Linked DNA regions of Mus musculus: all the other regions are linked to region 3. The links are chromatin contacts, called in public HiChIP or PLAC-seq maps. All regions are on one chromosome and are shown on one strand. Each heading gives the region's core, a stretch centred on a gene start, on an enhancer-like site or on the middle of the called end of the contact. The rest is flanking DNA. Distances are from core to core; before and after follow the strand shown.

Region 1 (2,700 bases), core at 100-2,599, 140 kb before region 3:
TGTTTGTTGATGGTGCCCCCCACCCCACCCTGTGAGCCCCATACAGGCACTACTAGAAAGGACAGCTTCAGGCAAGGGAGATCGCCATGACTTCTCAGGTTATAGAGAGATGAGAACACATTGTACATGATAAGCCGTTGAAAACACAACTGTTTTTCCGGGCCAAGTACCTAGGAACAAAAGGGTATCTCAAGCCACAGCCAGGGGCATTGGCAGCCTTTGTAGTAGCCGGAAGGATCCTGCCAACCACATAAGAGCCACTTCAGCCCAGCAGATCACACTAAAGTCCTCAGTGTGCCAGGAGCATGGGGCATGGAGTGAAATGGAGCTGGCAGTGCTCATGTACGTGATAATAGCATTAAAGGCAAAGGACATGGTCTCAGGGCCGTAGCTTTCTCCCTGCCAATCGCATTTAAAGGGTCTGCAGAAAAGGGAACTCAGCTGGGATTACTTTGTGGGGCAAGAGGAAACGCTTTGTACTAAGGACAGTGTCGGGCATTTGCTTTACGGCTGGATGGACATGTCAAGCAGCTGGCAGTCCTTGGAGCACATCCTTGCCACCGCCAAGTAGGAACTGCCATTCTCCATGGCTCAACCATGAGTCCTCTCTAAGCCAGGAGCCAAGACTGTGTGCTGACAGACACTAGCTAGAGGGCTCGGGCACGTGTCATAGCAAGCTCCATGGCTAGCAAGGGAGCAAGGCAGCATCAAAGCCCTGTGACTTTTCTGGAAGTGTGGCTATAGCACCTATATGCAGTTAACATTCAGAAAGGAAAAGGAAAAAAAAAAGTCAGGAAAGGAGTAAGGAGAAAAGACGAAATCAAACAACATTCTTGGCATTTTTCAAACATCTGTGAAATCCTCATCATTATTTCTGATGTCAGTGTGACTGGGTTTAATAACTCAAAGAGGTGTGGATTCCTTTTAGAAGCCACATGCAAATGTGGCCGAGCTGACTAATCGACACACATAGCTATCTCCTTAGCTTTAGCGTTTAGCATTTTGACTGAAAACTCTCTTTACACACTTGCAGGCCATGTGTTATTGCTATTAGTGTTTCTCAAAACAAGCTGGAGTCAACCTCTTACTGCAATTCCCATTTGTAGCAAACCATCCCAATCCTAAATAGAGCAAGCCGGGGGGTGAGGGCACAGCCTTGACCAGGAGGAGCAGAGTATGACAGTATCGAAAGCTTTAATAAATATTAAATCCTCTTTTCCCCTTTTTTTTCAATATCCCAGCAACTGCAGCCCAAGATGCAGCAGGTAACAGAGCTGCAGCTCCCCAGTGCTGCTCTCACCTGGCCCTCTGCACTGAACAGGAAGCCACAGACTCCACAGGGCCTCCCCAGCCTGTGGATATGCTGTTGCTCACAGGGCAATCAGCTGCCGAACATGAGGAACTTGGGGACTCTGCTGTCTGGTCATCTCCTCACCTGTGAATGCCTTTCACCCCTGGGAGTGATCCTTGGCTTGCTGTTCTCCCAAAGAGCTCTAAACACCCCCCCCCCCGTCTCACTGGCCAGCGGTAGGTCTCTCCAGAACCCATCTTACTGTAGGTCCAAATATACCATCCTAGTACTGCTTGTAAGATCTGTATCCCTCCAGCTCGAATTGCTATAACTAGGCTGGTTCCCAGCAGACATACAATCGTGCCTTGGTATTGGTATAGAGGGTGGAAGTGGGGGAGGGAGATTGATTCCAGGACATCCCACAGATACCCAAATCCCAGATGTTTTAGTCCTTTGTATATAATGGCATGCATTTTCACAGAGCCTACACACTTCCTCCATATACTTTAAATCATCTCTAGATTACTCACAATACCTAATACAAAATAATCCTTTGTAAATAGTTATTATACTGGGGAGACAGAACCTGTAGAGACCATCTCCAGTAGATAGGTATGCCCCCCCCCCAGTTAAAGAATAGGTCCACCCACCCATGTCAAGAAGTTTAACCCAGAATTGTTCCTATCTAAAGGAAATGCAGAGACAAAAAAAAAGAATAGAGCAGAGACTGAAGGAAAGGCCATTCTGAGACTGCCCCACCTAGGGATCCATCCCACCTGCAGACACCAAACCCCAGTAGTATTGCTGATGCCAAGAAGTGCTTGCTGACTGGAGCCTCATACAGCTGTCCCCTGAGAGGCTCTGCCAGCATCTGACAAAAACAGATGCAGATACTCACAGCCAACCATCGAACTGAGCCCAGGGAACCCAATGGAGGAGTTAGGGTAAGGACTGAAGAAGCTGAAGGGGATGTGCAACCTCACAGGAAGAATAACAATATCAACCAACCAGACACCTCAAAGCTCCCAGGAACTAAACCACCAACCAAAGAGAGCACACGGAGGGACCCATGGCTCCAGCTACATATGTAGCAGAGGATGGTCTTATCTGGCATCAGTGGGAGGGGAGGCGTTTGCTCCTATGGAGGCTCGATGCCCCAGCATAGGGGGATGCTAGAATGGTGAGGCAGAAAATGGGGGAAGAGCATCTTCATAGAGAGGGGAGGAGGGATGGGATAGGGGGGTTGCTGAGGGGAAATGGAGAAGGAGGGCAACATTTGAAATGTAAATAAATAAAATAACCAATAAAAAATAGTTATTTTACTGTATTACGTAGGGGATGATGACAAAAAATAAAGGTGTGTACCTGTCTGCACAGATCCTACCATTGTATGAACTCTATAGTGCCTG
Region 2 (2,700 bases), core at 24-2,523, 230 kb before region 3:
TCTGGCCCACACACCTTTCCCCAGAACCTTCAGAAGGAGCATGGGTTTGCTAGCCCCTGGATTTCAGACTTCCACTGTGAGAGTGTAAATTCCATTGGTCAAGACACGTGCTTTGGATACTTTTTATGATGTCCCTAGTGATGTATTTTGTAAAACCCTTTATGATGTGGTGGGAGGGGATGCCTTAGCGGGCCCATTTGAGTGAGGTGTCAGCTATATGACAGTCTAGTATAAGATGAAGTTTATTTGGGTACATGAGAAAGAGGGAGTGGGGGTGAGAAGAGAGTAGAGGCAGAGAGAGGGGAAGAAGAAGAAGAAGAAGAAGAAGAAGAAGAAGAAGAAGAAGAAGAAGAAGAAGAAGAAGAAGAAGAAGAAGAAGAGGAAGAGGAAGAGGAAGAGGAAGAGGAAGAGGAAGAGGAAGAGGAAGAAGAAAGAGGAGGAGGAGGAGGAGGAGAGAGAGAAAGAGGAAGAGAGAGGGAGGGAGAGAAAGACAGAGACAGAGAAAGAGACAGAGGAGAAAGGGAGAGAGGAGAGAAGAGGCAGGCTGTCAATAAGTGGAAAGATGTGGGCAGGGATGCCAGAGAGAGGCAGGAGGGGGTGGTCAGAGAGAGAGGCCAAACAGTCCTTTTAAGGCAAGCCAGGCTGTTGCTAGGTAACTGCTGGGCAGAACCTAGAAGAAATGCTAACCTGTGAACACCTAGGAGATCTATAAATGTACAGCAGAGCATGTTCTCCCCAAAGAGACCAGGGTAGGTAAGATTCAATGCAACAAAGACACTCGGATGAAGAGGACAATCATGCTTGCTGGAAAGAGGTGGGACCAGGCTAGGTGTTGCTTGACTAAGGATGGCTGTGAGCATCTGGTTCTGCAGGAAGATCTCCCCCCCCCACCTCTCAACCTTCCTAGTGCTGCGACCCTTTAATGCAGTTCCTCATGCTGTTGTGGCCCCCATCATAACATTATTTTCATTGCTACTTCATGACTGTAATTTGCTACTGTTATGAATTGTAATGTAAATATTTTGGAAATAGAAATTTGCTAAAGGCATTTTGACCCACAGGCTGACAACCACTGTCTTAGAGCCTCTAGCCAGCCTACCCCCGAAGAGCTTAGATAAACTAAGGGAAGGGAGCATTCACAGTTTCCCTTCTACTTCTTCAGATCAAGCTTGGTCACAAATCAAACGGCCAAATCTTTACACATTTGAAAGCTGAACTTTGATGGCCTTGTTTTCCTTCCCCGTCTGACTCAGAATGAGTCACAAGGAACCGTCATTCATTTCTCTGGTACTCAGGGAAGCCGGGCTCAGGGAGCAGGTTTCCTTTCTTGGTGAGAGTTGGGCTGAGCTTGGGTTCACTGCCTTTGCAGGTCCCATGAAAGTACTGAGAGCTGCACCCAGGACCCCTGTCTCACTCTGGCTGAAATCACAGTGGAGGACCCAAAGGACTCATGAACCAATCTACCAATTTCTTTTTAGCACCTCTGTCTCCTAAGATACCTGAGAAAACAGAGCACTGAACAGTCTTTAGCTCAAGTACGCTCATGTGTCATGGACCAAAGGAATCAAGGGTCTTACCTGAGCCAAAGTCTAGAGCATTTCTGAGGTTGAGACTAGTTTGGTCTACAGAGTGAGTTCCAGGACAGCTAGGGCTACAAAGAGAAACTCTGCCTCATAAGGAGGAGGGGAAGGAGGAGGAGGAGGAGGAAGGAAGGAAGGAAGGAAGGAAGGAAGGAAGGAAGGAAGGAAGAAAGGAAGAAAGGAAGAAAGGAAGAAAGGAAGAAAGGAAGAAAGGAAGAAGAAAGGAAGACAGACAAGACAGGTGCCAATAACAACAATGGTAATCACAAATGAAATTCAGCCTTGTAGTTTTGTCTCCCCAGTCATAAAACCCTTCACCAGTCTTTGTCGACATTAAGGATCATTATTCCCATTTTGAACAGAGAGGAGTCCATGTGGATATTGATAATTTGCTGCAAATCACAGTGATCACGTCCAGCCTCATTCCTAAGGCTCCCACATGCCCATTCAGGAACCCCTTCTCCAGCTGGGCCTAAGCGATGTGTCGGTCAGGCATGGTACTGTAGCAGCATAGAGCAGCCCAACATGGTCTCTTGCTAGAGGAAACTGCCTCTTTAGCGTGTTCCCAGGACAGATGGCCATTTTCCAATTTACCAGTTTTATGTTCACAATTTACTTTTTTTATGAGCGCTTTACTCCGAAATGAGCAAGAATCGTGTGGTCACATTACTTTTATAGCCAAGAATATTGGAAGACTGCAACAAAACCTCCATGGCCTCTGCCCACCTCCTCCCTGCCGAGTTTTTGGCAGCATGCACAGAATGCTGCATGTCAGAATGGAGTGTGTCAGAGCTGGGTCCGGGCTGTCTGAGCACTTCCTGCCTTTGTTTTCAACAAGCCACTTAGGTATGGACTCTGTCCTCTGCATGTCTTTCTGAGGCTTAAGTTCACAGTGGCTACTACCAATGCTTCTGTGTTCATGGTCAGGCTTCTACAGAATAGAAAGAGTGCCAGTGTTGGCTCCACCCACTTCAGCTGACACTTCAGGAGTCAGAATTGTAGGAAACTCAACCTGAATCCACTTAGGAGGTTGGAGGCAGCTGAGGACTCCTGCCGGGCAAGGATGGAGACTACTGGGAACTCTCTCAGTGCATGAAATATTCAGCCATTCTCTGACCAA
Region 3 (2,700 bases), core at 195-2,694:
AGCCATGCCAGAGGCCCCAAGGATGAGCATGGTTTGAAGGTTGTCCACCTCCTCAACGTCAAACAGAAAGTAAGAAAAGAAGACGTATGGGGGAGGGCGTTTCCTTAGGATGATCATCACCATCTCAAAAAAGTCCCTGGGCCCTATAGGCAAGAGTGGTGACATTTGGCCTGTCTAGAAAACATGCAAAGTAGCTGTGGACTTCATCTTTAAGAAGTTAGCAGCAATGGAAAAACAAAAGTCTGAGTGAAGGAATACAGCTTGGTGGTAATACATTGTCTAGCACTCATGAGGCCCTGGCTGCAGACCCCAGTACTGGTGGGGGGGGGGAGAAAAAGAAAGAGGAGGGAGGGGGAGAGAGAAGCCAAGCATCCACCCCTTGAGAAGCTAATCAAAGCTGGTGAGCTGTTGGCAAGCCTACCTGAAGGCATAGGTCTCAGGGATATAAGGTCAATGCCTTTGTTTTGGGGGTATGTTGGATTGGGAATGCTTATGGAGGACTGAATTAAAACCAGCAGTTAATGCTGAGATAACATTTTGGGTTTGAAAATAAATGTGTGAGAGAGTTATATTAAAATGAATGGTCATTGGATCTTGAAAATAAATGAAGCTACCTAGGCTGGATTCTAGATAATTGAGACGGAAGTGGCTAAGGATGATGTGACAATTGTCAAAACTACTTAGAACCTTGGGCCTTTTCTTTAGTGCTGTTGTAAAAGAAACTGAGAAAAACAAAGAGGAACGTCAGGTGCACATCCTTGGGTTTCATTTTGGTCACTGGTGACTCAAACATGCCAACCTTACCGTAGCTGTGTGACATAAAAAACTGAGATTACTTGACTTTAGAATCAGACTGACCAAATTTGAATCCCAACACTGGAATCTCCTAAACGACTGTAACTTGGGCTTTAATATCTCCATGCAATATAACATATTGATGTCCTCAAGAAGAGGCCACTGTTAAACTAGATAGGGCATGATGATCATGATTCTAAGAAGAAGGCAGTTAGGGGCTCAGTGAAGACCCATATCCTTTGCCGAAGTGGAGAGAGACTGCTAGGAGCAGATGCCCAACCAGTGTCTCCAGCTCCCTTGTGCTTTGATGGCCAGGTACTGGAACCGTGGTGAGGAGAGTCTGTGCCAAAGGCTCTCGGATCTCCTTTAAGTTGGCTGCACAGAAGCCTGGCATGCAGCCCTCTTCCATGACTTCTCTCACCCTCTCCTTCCAGCTAGGCAGAGTGGAGGTGACCTTGAAGGTCATCCCAGAAATCAGGAACTGGATGACAGAAGTAACAGAACCAGGATCCAAGAACCATCCACAGAAGGGGCTCAGACTGCTAAGCAACTCTGAAAGATTCATCTTCTTCCTAAGACTTCCTCCAGAAGGCAAAGAAGTTGATAGGGCTAAGGTTAGACAGGATAGACTGTCTACACCACAGGACATACTGACTCACCGCTGTAAGACACCACTGGAGACAGGAAGCTGGAGTCTACATAAATGAGGCTAGCAAGGAATTGCCAATGGGGTATGTCAAGTTGTGTCATTTTTCAGTTTTTAAATGACTTCCACTGTGACAGCATAAGCTTTGTTCAAAATCTTAACAAGTCTGACACATACATACAAGCGCTCTCTCTCTCTCTCTCTCTCTCTCTCTCTCTCTCTCTCTCTCTCTCTCTCTCTCTTTGTGTGTGTGTGTCACACAGACACACACACACACACACACACACATACACACACAAACAAAGTTGAAAGATCCACAGACCAGCCACAGTGGGAGCATCAAAGAGGAATGAGATTTTGTTCAAATTTTTTAAACTAATGATACATGTCTCAACTGCAAAAGCAAGATGTGGTGCTTTGAATGAGAATGGCCTCCAAAGGTCACATGTTTGAAGAGGCACTGCCCAGTAGATGGAATTGCTTGAGATGGATTAGGTGATGTGAAGAAGACAGGATACCGGTTTTCCCACCCTGAAGTCTGGAAGTGGATTTTGTTAAGGACCTGGTGACCTTTTTGGTATCTGTGGAGGCAGACCTCACCCGCCTTTTGCTCTAGAGGCAGATCTCACCTAAGTCACCAAGAATGTCTACCCCAGACTCTCTGTCCCTCCTTAGCTCCCAGTTAAACCCATACTTTGTAGACATGCCATAATATTTTGTAGCCTGCTGATCTTTATGCTATTGAGTCAAGAGATCATGCTAGCTTCTAAGCCTACTAGCTATAAATCTCACTTTCATGGTCACATGTACTTTGTAAAGGAGTCTCTGTGTAGCCACACATTCAGCTTTATTGTGCACCGGGAATGGGAACTTTCCCCCAAATTGTACTGCCGTTTAAATATGCTGACAATGAGCAGCCTGGCATTAGACTCCCCGAAGTCTAATCAATCTCAACTGGGTTTTCATTCTCATCTCTTCAAAGATCACTGCCTGCATGGATACCTGCAGGATCCCCCTCAGAGCAGATGTATCAGTGGTGGTGGGCTTTGAGGTTTCAAATGACTTGAACTATTATTCCCAGTGTGCTCTGTGTGTGTCTCCTGCTTGTGGATCCAGATGTGAGCTTCCAGCTTCTCCCAGTACCATGCCTTTGCTCTGCCATCATGGCTTCTTACCTTGTGAAACCATGAGCCCAGTTAAACATTTTCTTTTATAAGATGCCTCGGTTGTGGGGCTGGAGAGATGGAGTTAAGAGCACG

What was found. HiChIP or PLAC-seq counts read pairs in DNA pulled down with a chosen protein or histone mark.
Region 1: an H3K27ac HiChIP or PLAC-seq map of thymic regulatory T cells shows a contact between it and region 3, with 3 times the contacts expected there. The contact joins two enhancer-like sites. A contact is called at or near these places in 1 of 15 datasets of contacts at CTCF or cohesin (CD8 T cells), 10 of 484 Hi-C or Micro-C datasets (B cells, CD8 T cells, the N1E-115 cell line and 7 more), 12 of 115 datasets of contacts at active chromatin or transcription factors (CD8 T cells, Th17 cells, a colorectal cancer cell line and 7 more) and 1 of 9 other capture datasets (bone marrow-derived macrophages).
Region 2: a contact with region 3 is called in a BATF HiChIP or PLAC-seq map of CD8 T cells, with 14 read pairs. The contact joins two enhancer-like sites. A contact is called at or near these places in 1 of 15 datasets of contacts at CTCF or cohesin (CD8 T cells), 8 of 484 Hi-C or Micro-C datasets (CD8 T cells, Th1 cells, Th2 cells and 4 more) and 6 of 115 datasets of contacts at active chromatin or transcription factors (CD8 T cells, Th17 cells, regulatory T cells and 2 more).

Annotation. Positions count from the first base shown.
Region 1 is chr8:34,613,847-34,616,546 of GRCm38.p6, forward strand. The region is part of intron 2 of B930018H19Rik (RIKEN cDNA B930018H19 gene); the gene reads right to left. The region is part of intron 2 of Gm34096 (a long non-coding RNA gene); the gene reads left to right. Among named protein-coding and RNA genes, the nearest start is that of Gm34096, 8.5 kb to the left of the region's middle. Within about 2 kb of position 1,350, at least 44 of the 459 cell types and tissues checked have an H3K27ac peak or open chromatin away from gene starts, as enhancers often do. A contact at or near this core is called in CD8 T cells, Th17 cells, a colorectal cancer cell line and 2 more, where this site is marked.
Region 2 is chr8:34,529,013-34,531,712 of GRCm38.p6, forward strand. No RefSeq gene overlaps it. Among named protein-coding and RNA genes, the nearest start is that of Gm33968, 9.9 kb to the left of the region's middle. Within about 2 kb of position 1,274, at least 60 of the 459 cell types and tissues checked have an H3K27ac peak or open chromatin away from gene starts, as enhancers often do. A contact at or near this core is called in CD8 T cells, Th1 cells, Th17 cells and 4 more, where this site is marked.
Region 3 is chr8:34,755,642-34,758,341 of GRCm38.p6, forward strand. No RefSeq gene overlaps it. Among named protein-coding and RNA genes, the nearest start is that of Dusp4, 51 kb to the right of the region's middle. Within about 2 kb of position 1,445, at least 27 of the 459 cell types and tissues checked have an H3K27ac peak or open chromatin away from gene starts, as enhancers often do. A contact at or near this core is called in CD8 T cells, Th1 cells, Th17 cells and 6 more, where this site is marked.